Linked DNA regions of Ovis aries: region 2 is linked to region 1. Evidence: chromatin contacts called from public Hi-C data. All regions are on one chromosome and are shown on one strand. Each heading gives the region's core, a stretch centred on a gene start, on an enhancer-like site or on the middle of the called end of the contact. The rest is flanking DNA. Distances are from core to core; before and after follow the strand shown.

What was found. Hi-C and Micro-C count contacts between places; a contact is called where the count stands out from the background.
Region 2: a Hi-C map of liver shows a contact between it and region 1, with 5 times the contacts expected there. The contact joins the enhancer-like site here to the promoter of NCF4 in region 1. A contact is called at or near these places in 9 of 16 Hi-C or Micro-C datasets (blood, hypothalamus, liver and 3 more).

Annotation. Positions count from the first base shown.
Region 1 is chr3:180,888,393-180,895,888 of ARS-UI_Ramb_v3.0, reverse strand. It overlaps NCF4 (neutrophil cytosolic factor 4), which reads right to left and starts at 3,290. Exons shown (of 10, transcript XM_042247241.2): 1 at 3,133-3,290. The coding sequence starts at 3,164.
Region 2 is chr3:180,979,389-180,986,884 of ARS-UI_Ramb_v3.0, reverse strand. It overlaps CSF2RB (colony stimulating factor 2 receptor subunit beta), which reads right to left. Exons shown (of 14, transcript XM_042247245.1): 4 at 4,948-5,138; 5 at 4,158-4,309; 6 at 3,907-4,075; 7 at 3,237-3,372; 8 at 2,932-3,086; 9 at 1,178-1,317; 10 at 63-225. Among named protein-coding and RNA genes, the nearest start is that of CSF2RB, 14 kb to the right of the region's middle. Within about 2 kb of position 4,649, at least 3 of the 54 cell types and tissues checked have an H3K27ac peak or open chromatin away from gene starts, as enhancers often do. A contact at or near this core is called in liver, where this site is marked.

The DNA of each region.
Region 1 (7,496 bases), core at 2,041-4,540:
CTGAATTCTCGCTCTGATATTGCCAAGGTCAGCAGACTTGGGAAGACTCCTCTCTGAACTCTGACCCCTCCACCACTCCGAGACAGGGCCCAAGGAGGTATTTATATCCCAGGAGGGTTTGGAGGTCACATCTGTAACAAGCGTAGCTGGAGAAGCCCCACAGGAGCAGGGACCCTGCTCACAGCTATATCCCCAGTGCCCAGGACAGCACTGGCACATAGTAGGTGCTCAGGGAGGTGCAAGCCCAGGTGCAAGCCCACTCCCTGTGTCTGTTTTATAGCAAGTCCACTGTGGGCTGACACTGTGGCTCAGTGGTAAAGACTTCACCTGCAGCGTAGGAGACCTGAAGGAGACAAGGGAGACGTGGGTTAGATCCCTGGGTTGGGAAGATCCGCTGGAGGAGGAAATGGCAACCTACTCCAGCATGCTTGCTTGACATCCCGTGGACAGAGGAGCCTGACGGACTACAGTCCTCGGGGTTGCAAAGAGTCGGACATGACTTAGCAACTAAACAACAACAAAAGCAACCACTATGGGCCACGTGGGAACAGCCTGGCTGCCTGCGGGGCGGGGCCAGAGAGCTGAACCAAGAAGTTGTTGCACTGGGCAAAAGCAGGGGTGCAAAAAAAATGGGCAGCAAGTCCCCCTAGAAGAGTTGCCCCCTGGAGACCTCAGCCAGAACCCCTCTGAACTGAAGTCCACTCAGGGCCCATAGACTGATATTGTTCATGAAAAGTCCATGTGGGAGGCCTGGACAGGAGGGGCTGGGTGACGGGTGGAAAGACCCTGGGGAAGCAGCTAGTTCAGGGTTCCTGCCTCCTACACACAGTAGGCGCTCAAAACATGCTTGTGGAAAGCACACTCAATGCCTCCACAGCGGTCCTTTCCACCTTCAGGTGCCTCAGGCCTTTGAAAGTCCTACCGGAAATCTGCTGCCCTCGCATTACATCCTCCACTTCGGCCTCAGGCATCCAGACCTCACGTTTAAATAGGCATCCAGGTGAAGGGAGACTGAGAGACCCCAGGCATGGCTCCGTAGCCCCATGAAAGAGGGGGGAAGGGCGCCCTTCCTCCATAAAGGGGCAAGCACAGCTTAGAGGGGGCCAGGACTAGGAGAGAGGGGTCTGCTCTGGGCATCATCTCTCTGACCTACATGCCCTGAGAAACAGGAGGTGCCACCAGCCTCAAACAGCAGGTATTTCCTGAAGGTTCAGGTTTACATGCCACGCCCAGTCTCCACTGAGGACTTGGGGGCTGGAAGAGCTGGAATCTGTGGGGGGACCTGAGGACACAGGGCTTGGTTCCTGCCTCCCTGAACCTCACCCCAGCCCCCAGCACCACCCTCTGTGTCTCTGGAAGACCATTCTTTTTCTTTTTTTGGCTGTGGGATCTTAGATCTCTGAGCAGAGATCAAACCCATACACCCTGCAGTGGAAGTACAGAGTCTTAAGCACTGAACTGCTAGGAAAATCCCTGGAAGGGCGTTCCTGAATCACCCTCCAAGCATTTGCATTTGATACCCCTCCTGCAACACAGAGGGCTGTGTGTGCCTGCACATACCTTCCTTCTGACATTTGACATTCAGGAATTCCATCCCGGCCCCCACTTCTAGCTGCAGAGTCCACCAGGGGCCCTCTGCTGCCCACTTTGGCCAGACCAGCCTGACCCGTCTCCGGTGACCCTCTGAGCCACTTCCGTGCTTTTACCACACTCTTTCTGATGTCATCTGCGGCTCTGATCCAGAAAGGCAGGAACCAAGCCCTATGTCCTCAGGTCCCCTCACAGCTCAGAGCACAGGCTGACCTACCGAGGAAACTCAGAGACTGACTCCTGAGAAACGAGGCGAGGCCCTGGCAAGGCTATGCTCGGAGCCCCAGCCTTGCCACTCACTCCATGTGACCCTGAGTGAATATTTTATTCTCCTTGGGGCTCAGTTTTCTCATCCATACAATGACAGGATTGGTCCAGAATGATCTAAAGACATTTTCCAGCTCAAAGATCCATCCATCCATCTGTTATTCATTCATTCACTCACTCACTCAGCAGCATTTACTAAGCACTTAGTACTGGCATTGTTCAAATCCTGGGATATTTGCTGTTCACTTCCTAAGTCATGTCGACTCTTTGTGACCCCATGGACTGCAGCACACCAGACTGCCCTGTCCTCCACTATCTCCCAGAGTTTGCTCTAGTTCATGTCCATTGAGTCGGTGATGCTATTGAACCATCTCATCCTCTGTCACTCCTTTCTTCTCCTGCCCTTAATTTTTCCCTGCATCAGGGGCTTTTCCAGTCAGCTCTTCGCATTAGATGGCCAAAATAGTGGATTCAGCTTCAGCATCAGTCCTTCTAGTGAATATTTAGGGTTGATTTCCTCTAGGATTGACTGTTTTGATCTCCTTGCTGTCCAAGGGACTCCCAAGAGAGTCTTCTGAGCACCACAATGAAAAAGCATCAATTCTTCAGCACTCAGCACTTTTTACGGTCCAGCTCTTAAATCTGTGCATGACTACTGAAAAAACCATAGTTTTGACTAGACGGACCTGGGATATAGCAATGATCAAAAGAGATAAATACCCTACGGGACTTCCTTCTAACTGCAGAGCCAGCGACAAAGAAAACAGATGAGTGTGTATAGACTATTGTGCCAGAGAAGTAAGGACTACACAGAAGAAGGAAACAGGGCAAGTGTTTGGAGGGGTCTGTTAAGGAAGGTTTCTTGAAGGAGTTGACATCTGAGCCAAGCCCTGGAAAACAGCCAGATTCTGTGCCTCCATCTGAACAGAAGATGAAAACCCATTATTGAGTAGTGTGGAGTAGCGAGGCCCAGCCTGGGCCCCAGACACCTGAGTTCCCGTTCAGACTCCACCACCCACTTCTGCGTGACCCTGGGAAAGTCACTCCCCCTCTCTGAGCCTCAGTGTCTTCATCCGTGCCTGAGGGAAGTGAGCCACTGCTAGGAGTTTCCTTTAAGAAGTTCTCAGAGTATATTTCTGAGTATTTGGGGTCTGACTCAACTCCAGCCTCTCAACTTTTGACATTGATGAGCGGCTGCAGGAGAGTGGGCCTCTGCCCTGCAAGGCCTGCCGGGAACAGTGAGGATCCCCGGGCGGGCAGCACCCCTGCACTCACCTCTCAGCCCGAAGCTGCTGCGCCCTGGCCATGGCTGTCCGTCCAGGGCAGGGGTGGCGGAGGGTCTCACGACCGGGCCCAGGCCGAGGTCACCTCTCACTTCCCTCCAGCTAGCCTCGTCTCGGCTGTGGTCCCAGGAGTCCCCAGGAGCTGCCTCTGGGGAGGCCCCCAGCCAAGCCTCTTTCGGCTCTAGAAGAGGCTCCTCCTCCAGGCCCTCTGGGGCTGGCCTGTGGCCCATACTTCCTCTTCCCCACTTTGCAGATGTACCACAACTGGGGAAGTACACACTCTCTGACACTGGGTGTGTGGGATACATTGACTGAGGTGGGGGGGCATTGGGGACTTCCTCGATGTCAGTTCTTGGTGCCAGATCTTGGCTGGGTATCAGAGACCTGCTCTCCATCAGAGACTGGGCCTCAGTGTTGACTCAGCCACCACAGGGGACTTATATCCTTGGGGAGTTACTTCACATCCACTGACTCATCACACCCAGCCTGCACCCCCTCACTGTTGAGACTTTACCCAACCTATTCCCTAGGCTGGGAGTGCGGGCCTCCACCTCACCTTCCTTCCCAAAGTCCTCTCTCAGATGCCACTTCTTCCAGGAAGCCTTCCTGGTGCCCCCAACAAAGTTAGTGCTCACAGGCACTTGTGTCATATTAGAATGTGAGGGTTGGTTTATCCTTCTCTATTCTCCCTTTCCTGGAATTCTGGTCTGTGCTTCTCTCGTGCCTAGATCCCCAAGCCTACTTGAGCCTGGCACAGCCATTTCTCCCCACAGGGCTGCCAACCAGAGTGAGCGTCACATTACAAATCTGAGCACACTCTTCCCTGCTTAAACTTTAACTGCTTCACCTGCTCTAGGAGAAAGTCCACACTTCTAGTCCTGTCTGCCTCCAAAGTTCTGAATAACCTACTGGCTTCCCCAGCCCCCTCTCCCGGGCTGTTTCCTTCGCACACTGGCCTCTAGTCCATTTCTAGAATGTTCCAAGATGTCTTCCCCTCTTAGCCTTCATGCAGGCTGTTTCTGCTGGAATGCTCTTCCCTGTCTCCTTTAGGGCTCTTCTTGGAGGTCACGTCTTCCGGGAGACCTTCCAGGAACCTGAACTCTAAATATGTCACCCTCTCTCGGCTGTTCTCTCTCAGATCCCTGTACTTTTGCTTTAGAGCATTGAGAACTATTGTAACTCCATATTTGTTTGTATTTTTATATGTCTGACAACTGTCTTCCCAGCGAGTGCAGTGCCTAGCACGTTGCAAGTGCTCACCCAATATTCAGGGAATTAACATGATTTTCTGGCCCCTCTAATTTGTATGGCTATAGAATTCTGAAGGGAGCTCTCCCAAGAGAGCCACACACACTTGTCACACACACACAAACATACACACACACACACACACACACACTCACATTCACATTCACTCATGCATCATAGATGCAAAGTAGCAAGCAGCAGCAAGAGGATATGGATGATGGGGAAGACATGCCTTCTGGCATCACAGAATGGGCCCTTCTGGCCCTCTGTCCCAAACCCAAGCTGAATTAGGACCCACAGGGCTGGACGAGGCTCTGCAGGGACAGAGCCAGCCCGGTGGAGCCTGGAATCAGGATCTCCCACTGTAGTTCTTTTGTTGTTTTCCAGACACAGAGACTGGGGAGAAGAGTCATTCTAGGATCCCAAGGGCTGTCTGGCTTACAAATGAAGGGCAGCTGGAAGCCTCAAGCCCTTCCTGTGAACCTCGTCCCCACTCTACCCAGCCACCTCAAGGGACCTTCTGCCCCAAATAGAGTTCAGGGCAGAGCCCAAATCCCCAGGAGACAATATGCTCTGGGCCCAGCACTACAGCCTTGACCCAGTGAGGATCTGCCTCCCTTCCTGCAGCCTGGCCAGGGTCAAGGGCTCTTCAGAAACCAAGATTCTTTATGGACTCCTTGGGAAGCAGGAACAACATTGGCAGACAGAAGAGAAGACAAGAAAGGAGAAAAACGGAGGGATGTACCCAATCAACTATTTATCAAGCAGGGCATTTGGAATACAGAGATAAACATGGCAGGGTGAACACAAGTCAAAATTTCCCATCCTACTCCAGGCATATAAAAGCTGCAAGACAATATATTTTTAAGTGTTTTAAACATATCAAGTTGAGCTCAAAAGCAAGAAAGTCTAATTTTCAGATTCTAAGAAAAGGGAACCTATACCAGTGAGAGGCACCCCACACCCAGTGGGAAAACCATGGGTAGAAATGGGCTCATAGGGCTAAGATCTTAATGCCTAATTGAGGACTGAAAGTGTGAAAGTGTTAGTCACTCAGTTGTGTCCGACTCTTTGTGACCCCATGGACTATAGCCTGCCAGGCTCCTCTGGCCATGAAATTCTCCAAGCAAAAATCCTGGAGTGGGTTGCCATTTGCTTCTCCAGGAGTTTTTCCCAATTCAGGCATCAAACCCAGTTCTGCATTGCAGGCAGATTCTTTACTGTCTGAGCCATCAGGGACTAGCCACCAGTCTGAGACTAGGTTCAGGCTTTAAGTCCTGCTCTGCTGGCAGGAAATGAAATCTGCACTCCCAGTTTGAAGCTGGGTGTCAGAACTGATTAAAGGAATAGAACATCAGCCTGGGATCACTGTAGGAGTTGAGATGCTCTCCCAGGACATGGGCAAAATGAGAGATACATATACAAGTTCAGAGCCTCAAACCTAAAATGTGCACTGGTGTCAGACCCAGATCTAAGCTACCCACGCAGTAGAGACATCCCAAGCTGAAGCATTAACATCAAAATACTTTGGATGCCATGAGCTTGCAAGGCAATAACAGAACTTCCCTGTAGACTCACAGACCAAAATTGCAAATTGTGGAAAGAACCTCTCCACTATGAAAAGTAGCTTATAGACTCAGCGTACCGGAGAATTCACACCCAAAGAACTAGAAATAATACAGACAATGACTCTGTCCCAGGCATGGTGACTCAGGGTTCCCCAGCTGGAGGATGAAACTAAACGAGCAGCAACAGGACAGGGTTACGTGTGGCAGGTGTCTGTGCGTTCCAAGAGGTGCAAGCACCTAGCTGTGGCTGGGGACCACGAGGACACTGGCCGGCAGCTGGTCAGGAAAAACAGAAGTGACAATCATTTTAGCGAGAAAGTATGACCCAGCATTGGCATGTGATTGTATCATCATATGCGCTTAGTTGAAAACATATATATAAACGTGTTTATAAACATATATGAGTCTGTGTAGACAAGTGTGAGGGTATTTATATTGTATACATATTAAGAATATGCAATATGTACAGTAGTGACATTGTAAGTTTGAGAGAATATATTTATTTATTATTGAAGCATAATTTATTTACAATATTGTGCTAGTTTCTGGTATAGAAAGTTATCCAGATATATTATATATATATATGTAAATATCCATATATATGTATTCTTTTTCAAGCTTTTTGCAATATAGATTATTACAAGGTATTGAATACAGTTTCCTGTGTTATACAGTAGGTCTTTGTTCTTGAACTGATTTATATACAGCAGTGTGAAAAATTCTGAAAGAGATGGGAATACCAGACCACCTGACCTGTCTCTTGAGAAACCTGTATGCAGGTCAGGAAGCAACAGTTAGAACTGGACATGGAACAACAGACTGGTTCCAAATAGGAAAAGGAGTCCGTCAAGGCTGTATATTGTCACCCTGCTTATTTAACTTATATGCAGAGTACATCATGAGTAACGCTGGACTGGAAGAAGCACAAGCTGGAATCAAGATTGCTGGGAGAAATATCAATAACCTCAGATATGCAGATGACACCACCCTTATGACAGAAAGTGAAGAGGAACTAAAAACCTCTTGATGAAAGTGAAAGTGGAGAGTGAAAAAGTTGGCTTAAAGCTCAGCATTCAGAAAACGAAGATCATGGCATCTGGTCCCATCACTTCATGGGAAATAGATGGGGAAACAGTGGAAACAGCATCAGACTTTATTTTCTGGGGCTCCAAAATCACTGCAGATGGTGATTGCAGCCATGAAATTAAAAGACACTTATTCCTTGGAAGAAAAGTTATGACCAACCTAGATAGCATATTGAAAAGCAGAGACATTACTTTGCTGACTAAGGTCCGTCTAGTCAAGGCTATGGTTTTTCCAGTGGTCATGTATGGATATGAGAGTTGGACTGTGAAGAAAGCTGAGCACCAAAGAACTGATGTTTTTGAACTGTGGTGTTGGAGAAGACTCTTGAGAGTCCCTTGGACTGCAAAGAGATCCAACCAGTCCATTGTGAAGGAGATCAGCCCTGGGATTTCTTTGGAGGGAATGATGTTGAAGCTGAAACTCCAGTACTTTAGCCACCTCATGCGAAGAGTTG
Region 2 (7,496 bases), core at 3,400-5,899, 90 kb before region 1:
TCCCTGTCCTCTGCCCAGCAGGGCTGTGCCAGGAGGGGTGAGGCAGGGCGTGGCAGACCTACCCCAGTCGGTGTCCCAAGACCTTGCCTCACTCCACTCGCTCCAGATCCCATTGTAGTTCCCCGGGTCGGGTTTTACTCTCACTCTGGCCTGGTACCGGCTGGCTGGCTCCAGAGGCGGCAGTGACATGGTGTGGGCATTCTGGAAGTCCTCTGTCTTGGTGTCCTGCAGGGGCAGGTGTGTGAGCAGGAGTCTTGAGGTCTGGGGTGCGTGGGCACAGCTACGAAACCCTCCCACCTCAGCACCCCAACCTTCCTGCTACCCATCAGTTTCCAGCTTGCAGTCACATCCGCAGATCTGAGCAGCATCACTCTCACCACGGAGGACTGCACTCCAGAGGGACAGGACCAGGGAGCACCTCTTGTACTGAACTCCTGGCACACATGACAACATCGGGGTGCAGAAACCCTGAGGAGCCATCATGCCCCGCTCACCCTCCCAGCTCACCTTGGGGCAGCCTGAACCCCAGATATGGTCTCCCTTGGAGTGTGGTGCAGGGTGACCGAAACCTGGACCATAAAACAGATGTTCAGGAGCCCAAGGACCACTCCCAGCTCCACCACTAACCCACTTCCTCCTGGCTTCAGTTTCCCCATTTCTAGCCGAAAATTCTGGGGCTGGCTCTGAGGTTTCTGGTCTGCCCTCTGTGGAGTCCCAGGTTCTGTCCACAGGCCCCAGTGGCTGCCTGAGGGCCGGGGCAAGATACTGAGCCCTGGGCTGAGGCCCTGCTGGCCTCCCCAGGAGCTGCTCTGCTCTTAGCAACTGCACATTTGCATCCTGGATGAGATTCTTATGAAGAAGTGTCCCCTTATTGTGACTTTTGAAAACCCATCCTCCAGCTGCCTCTCAGCTCTCCCCCTCCTGATGTCTATGCCCCCTTTGCAACTCAGGGTCATGTGTACATTTTGGCCAAGTTCACATCATCTCTGTGAGTCTCAGTTCCTTCACCAAAGGAAGAGACAATGAGACTGCTCATTGGAGTGACCGCCAAGTCCCAGTGGCTCTGTGAGGCTGGTCATGTGCTGGGAGCCAGGCATCCGGCAGGTGACATTTTCCCAAGTGTTGTCTCACTGCCCTTTCCTCCCCTCCAGGCCCCTCCCTGGGCACAGGCTCTCACCTCCCATGAGGCTCCTTCTTTCTTGTACTGGACCTGGAAGATGCAAGCTATGTGTGAGTAGCTCATTTTTTCTTCTTTCCAGTGCAGGATGTAGCCATCTCTGCCCTTGGTCACGTTGAGGGTTGGGGGAGCCATCTGGACTGGAGGGAGGAAAACTTTTAAGGCCTATTGTTTCTAATATTCCTCCAGTGGAACATTTCTTGTGTTCCGTGCTCATCATAGGTGCTCTCTCCATTAACCCAGGACCCCAGATCCCACCCATCTTAGGGTCTTTGCACCCCGGTTTCACCATGTCATCTATTTTGACCTGAAATGCCCTTCTCTTGGGAGATGTTAACATACACTTGTTTTGTGGTGAGGTGACCAAAAGTATGGGTTACCCCTAGTATTTAAATAGAAATAAATGTACTGTTTATGTATTCTAACCTAGAGTATTGACACTGTTCTAAGCATTATTATACATGCTAAATTTATATGAATAATTTCACTCAGTTATAACAACTGGATGTAGTAAGTACTCTGAATCTGTCCACTTTTCAGACAATTGAGCCCCACAATGATTAGGTAACTTTCCAAGGACAGGCAGCTATCAAGTGGTAGAGACAAAGATTGCATGGAAGATCCCAAACAATAAGTAGCAGATTTAAACCCAGGTAACTAAGACAAATCAGCTGCTGTCCCTGACACACACTAGAGATTGGGAAGAAGAACTTGATTATTGAGAAACAATGCAGGAGTTTCCTCTGCATGAGGTCCTCGCTATGTAACAGGAACTGGGGAGCTTAGCCTGCAAGGAACCACAGTCCATTTGCATACCCCCTGGTATGGCAGCCCACTCCAGTACTCTTGCCTGGAAAATCCCAGGGACGGAGGAGCCTGGAAGGCTGCAGTCCATGGGGTCGCTGAGGGTTGGACACGACTGAGTGACTTCACTTTCACCTTTCACTTTCATGCATTGGAGAAGGAAATGGCAACCCACTCCAGTGTTCTTGCCTAGAGAATCCTAGGGACGGGGGAGCCTGGCAGGCTGCCGTCTATGAGGTCGCACAGAGTTGGACATGACTGAAGTGACTTAGCAGCATCAGTACCCAACATAAGAAGTAAATCACAGATGAAATCACAGATGAATTATTATTAACTCTGAAAATATCAATCTGGGGAGGACTTTGGAAACTTAAAAAAGAAAAATCCAATCTGGGAAAGAAAAGGAAAAATCGGTGGGAAGACCAGGAGGTCATGGGCAGAAGTAGGAACTTTTGAGCAACTGAGGAGTTGGAGGGGAAAATAAAGTGAAAGTGTTAGTAGCTCAGTCGTGTCTGACTCTTTGTGACCCCATGGACTATAGCCCACCAGGCTTCTCTGTCCATGGAATTCTCCTGGCAAGAACACTGGAGTTAGTAGCCATTCCATTCTCCGGAGCATCTTCCCAACACAGGGACTGAACCGGGGTTTCCTGCTTTGCAGGCAGATTCTTTACCATCTGAGCCACCAGGGCAGATAGAGCTAAAAGACTGAGATCAAAGGTGTTTTAATACTGATATTCTTGAGGAATATCAGTTGCATCTTCCTTCATGTTATTTGTCATTGTTGCATTATTGCTTCTTGAGAACTTCCAGGATAGACTGGAATCATTTTTGTTCCATCTGGCTCCCTGGGGTATTTCATTGAAATTGACACACATGAAGTCTGGACCATGAGGAACGGAACAGTGCTGTTGGGAGATGCTCCACACAGAAGGCTAGGGGCAAACTCACTGTTGTCTGAGCTCTTTATAAGTTTCTCTTCCATCTTTGGTCGAACAGAGACGATGTACTGGCTGTAGTTCCTGGGGTCAGGCACAGGAATCTGGCATCGGTGCCGGATGTAGGGACTGCCAGTCTCCTTCTGCACAGGAGAACATTCTTCCTCCCTGAGGATCACGGCAGAGGTCAGGGCAGGGGGAGGCAGGGCTATGTGAGGGGTGAGACCGCAGGGCTTCTGGTGGGCTCCAGGGGCAGGAGGAGGCCTGGAGAGGGTGAGGCTTAGAGGAGGGGAGGGGACAGAGGCAGGGAACACTCACCGTGCATCAGGGCCGGTCTTGTAGAAGAGGGTGAAGGAGACAGAGCGGGTTACCTCGGACCTCACTTCCCAGGTGCAAGTAAGCAGGGCGGCCCCGTCAAAGAAGCACTGGAGGTTCTGAGGCTGGGCCTTATCCCCTGGGAGGGAGAACAAACCCTCCTTCAGTCCTCATTCGTTCATTCCTAGCCTTCAGTGGGCTCAGCATGAGACTCGTCACAGAGAGATTGTGGGGCTAAAAACATCAGGGGTTAAACTCAGCCTGACCTGCCAGCCGTGTGACCTCAGGTCAGAGGGTGAATTCTGTGAAACTTCACACCCCTGTGCAAAGTGGGGAGGACCTCTCAGCCTCGGGGTTTGGGGATTTATTAAATAACACCGTCGTGTTGGTGTGTCCACATGTCGTGCAGCCCTCATGAAAACACAGCTGCCCATATGCCATTGTGATTAAATTGTAATTATTCCTCCACAGAACGTGGACAGCAAACTGGGGCCTGGGGGTGAGTCAGATGCAGCCTCTGCCTCTGCAGAGTCACAGTAGGGATGGGGTGGGTCCAAGGAAGCCACGCTGAACACAGAGCACCCGAGGATCCTCTTGTGTGGACAGTGGACTCCTGTCCTGGAGCTGTAATGAGCTCCCCTCTCCAAAGGGAGCATTGTCCCAACTCTGTCACCTGGCTGGGAGTTCCAGGAAACCTCCTGGCTCCACTGGCTGGGTCGTCCTGAGAGCCCCGAGCCTGGGGCCAGCCTGGTGCACACTCGGGCCACGTAGGTGCTGCTGGGCAGGAGGTACTTTAGCTCCAAGATGGCCTGGGGGGACGTGGAGTGGATGGTGTGGGCATCCTGGAGGGGAGAGGGGCTGTTTGAGCAGGGCCGGCTAGGCCGCGTACCTGTGGGTTTGGGGCACAGTTGGTGGGCTCCCTACCTCCCAGGAGTCCTGAAGTCGCTTGTAGGCCACCTCAAACTCCAGGCTGGATAGCCAGTGGCTCTGGAAACCCTCATGGGCTATCCTCCAGGACAGCAGGAGACTCTCCCCGGTAGTCGTGACGCTGAGGTCCTTGGGTGTGGGGGGCTGCACTGGAGGGACAGGAAGGAAAGGGTCCCTAAGGGGCTGGATGACTGTGCGGGAGGTGAAGGTCCTCTGTGGCCCATGTGTGGATAGGCCTGGGTCCCAGGCCAGGCACTGCTCCCACTGGCTGAGTGACCTTGGACAGACCCCTCTTCTCCATGGACCTCAGACTGCCTTCTGCTAAATCGTGGGGATTCAGCGTGAAAATGAATGAAGCTGTGCAGATTCCTAGGCCTCAGAACATAAACTCCATAAAAGGTGCTCAAATTAAACTCCAGAGGGAGCTAGCTTCCTTCTGTCCCCACGGTCCATGAGGTGGCCTGCGTGGCCACCAGCAGAGGGCACTGTGACTCCTGTAACTCCCTCTTCAGGCCACACTTAACTAGTTCCTCTGCCCAGGGTCATCCTGCACCTCTCAGTACCCAGCAGATGTGTATCCTTCTCTGGAAACTTCTTGGGTCCTCTCCCCAAGGCAGAATCCCTTGTTCCTTTTCCTGGCCCACCACACCCTTTGTATGGTCCTTACAACCCTGGAGGATTAGATGTTTCCACATCTGCCTCCCCAAGTAGGCCAGGCACTTGTGGACACTCCAGGGTTCTCTGTCCTCACAGGGGACTACGCTTGGCCAGGGACCCCAGGCCTTACCATGCTGACTCAGATTAACGGTGAGCTCAGTGACCAGAGGCTGGTCCGGTTGGAATGAGAAGTAGTCATAGTCGGCAAGGACAAAGTTTCGGTAAGGAATAACACATTTTCTGGGTACACAGCCAGGACAAGGGCTGTTTAACCAGGGCTTGTCGTCACTAAGATTGCAGGACACTCGCTGTGGATGGTCCCTGCCAGGAGAGGATAAGGTTAGCCGAGAGAGAAGAATCACTCACTCACAAATATTAACGGGTGGTTCCTACGTGTAAGGCTTTGTTTAGTACCAGGGAGCCTGGCAGGAAACAAAACACATGCAAATCCCTGTCTACAGTGCAGACGTCCTAATAGAGGCAGACATACACAAAGCAATGAAAGAATGATGTCACATGTCAAATGGAGAAAAGCGTACATAGACAAGTCAGGAAGGAAAGGGGTGTGAGCAGGTCAGAAGGGCTGGCCTGGGGATACAATTTGAAGTAAAAGAGGCAGGGAAGACCTCTTGGAGAAGGTGACATCTGAGCAGAAACTTGAAGATCAGGGAGGGAACCATGCCAAATCTGGGGAAAGAGGATTTCAAGGAAAAGGAACAGCAAGTGCAAAGGTCCTGGGGTAGGCATAGGTTTGGGATGTTGTGTGACTAGGCAATTAACAGTGCATGCAGAGTAGAGATGTGAGGGTGGGAGGTCCAGGAGCCTAGCAGAGTGAGGTTACAGAAGGTCAGTGCTTAAAAGGAACGTAAGGAATTTTGAATTCACTGGAAGTGAGGAAAATTGAGAGTTATGAGCAAAGGAGTGCTGTTTTGACACACATTTTGAAAGGATTTCTGTGGCTGCTGAGCTGTGGATAGATTGACTTGGGTTGCTGGGGGTTGGGGGCGGCAATACTGGAAGCAGAGGGACAAGTTAGGAGGCTTCTGGACTATCTCAGTGATAAGAAGTGGTCTGAATCAGGTGTTAGCCAGATTCACTTTCTATTTGAAGATGAAGTAGATCACATTTGCTGATGGATTGGACGTTGCGGTGAAGAAGGAAAGGAGGGAAAGGAGACTGGAATGCAAAAAATAAAAGACTGCCCCCATTTGTCTGGCTTGAGCCCCTGGAAGCTCCCCTTTGGTGAGCTGAGATGGGAATCTAGCAAAGGGGCTGTCTTTGGGAGGCAGAGCAGGAACTTGTTTAGGACACTTGAAGTTAAAGACTATAAGGGACAATGTGGACAGGCAAGTGCACCTGTGGTTCTGGAACTTGGGGAAAGGTCCAGGCTGGAGAGAGCATGTCTGGGTCAGAACCATAGTCTGGGGCTGGATCTCTGCCACTGGATCCAGATGCAAGAAAAGGGAGGTCCAAGAGCCCTGGGACCTCGTCCCCTTCAGAGTAGGGAACAGACTAGGAGACAGAAAAGGGCAGGCCAGGGGGACGTGGGGAAGGGCCCGGGTGCTGGCCAGGGTCAGGGAGGGAGGTGCCATGGTGCCTTGTGCTTAGGTCCTTGTCAGGTGCTGCCTGCGGGTGTGTGGGGAGAAGGCCAGGACTAACCACTGATTTTCACCACATGGTCATCACTGACTCCAGCAGGAGCAGGTTAAATGGCCTGCTGGGGGCAGCAGAGTCCTGGGAGAGTGGGCTCTGGAGGAAGCACCTGAGAGGCACTGGAAACAGGGCTCCAGACCACTCTTTACAGGAGGTTCCCTCAGAGGGAAGCAGAGAGTGGACAGCCGGGCTAGGAGACTGGGCTCGCGAGGCCCTGAGCTGCAGTCTGGTTGGCATCTGTAAGTGGATCCGGGACAGTGTCCCTCCACAGCGTGGGGACAGTGGAGACTGGGATGGCAGTGATGTCCTTGAGCAGCAAGACCAACTGGGACCCCGGCTCTGGCCTCAGACAGGCCTGGGACAGGCCATCACTGCAGGGAATATCCAGGGAGGTGGAAGGCCACGGCAGGGGGAGGTGCTGGGAAGCTTCTCTTCTGGTGTCCCAGTGCAGGAGGAGGCAGGCCACAGCTGAGGATGGGGATGGGGGCAGTGGACAAGGAGGATGGAGGCTCTGGGGAGAGCAGGGGAGAGAGTGTAGGGGCAATGATGCTGTGGAGCGAAAGCCCTTCTTCCAAGGGGAGGTCGTCAGGGGTCTCCCCAGACCCTGTGTGATGCCTGCTGTTTAATTACTTCCATTATGGTGAGTTAGACTATCACTGGATCCCAGAATGGTGGGAGTACCCTCCCAAATGGGCTATGCCCTGGAGACTAGGTGAGGCGAGAAGAGAAGCCCCCACTCCAGAGGCAGCAGGGCCTGGGGGAGACATGGTGCTTAGCCTTGCAGGCTGGACACAGGACACTGGTCCTGCTAAGGCCTTGAACCCACTGTGTGGCCACGGGGAGAGACCTCACCTCTGCAGCCTCAGTTTCTCCATCTGTGAATTGGGCATCATGTCCCTGTCCTGCCAACCTCATAAGGAGGATGAACCAAAATTGACTTCTGCCGATTGATTTTGTTCAGTTGTGACAAAATAAGAGATTATCACCGTCATCAACAATATTAACATTGGAGGTTCTTCCCCCAAA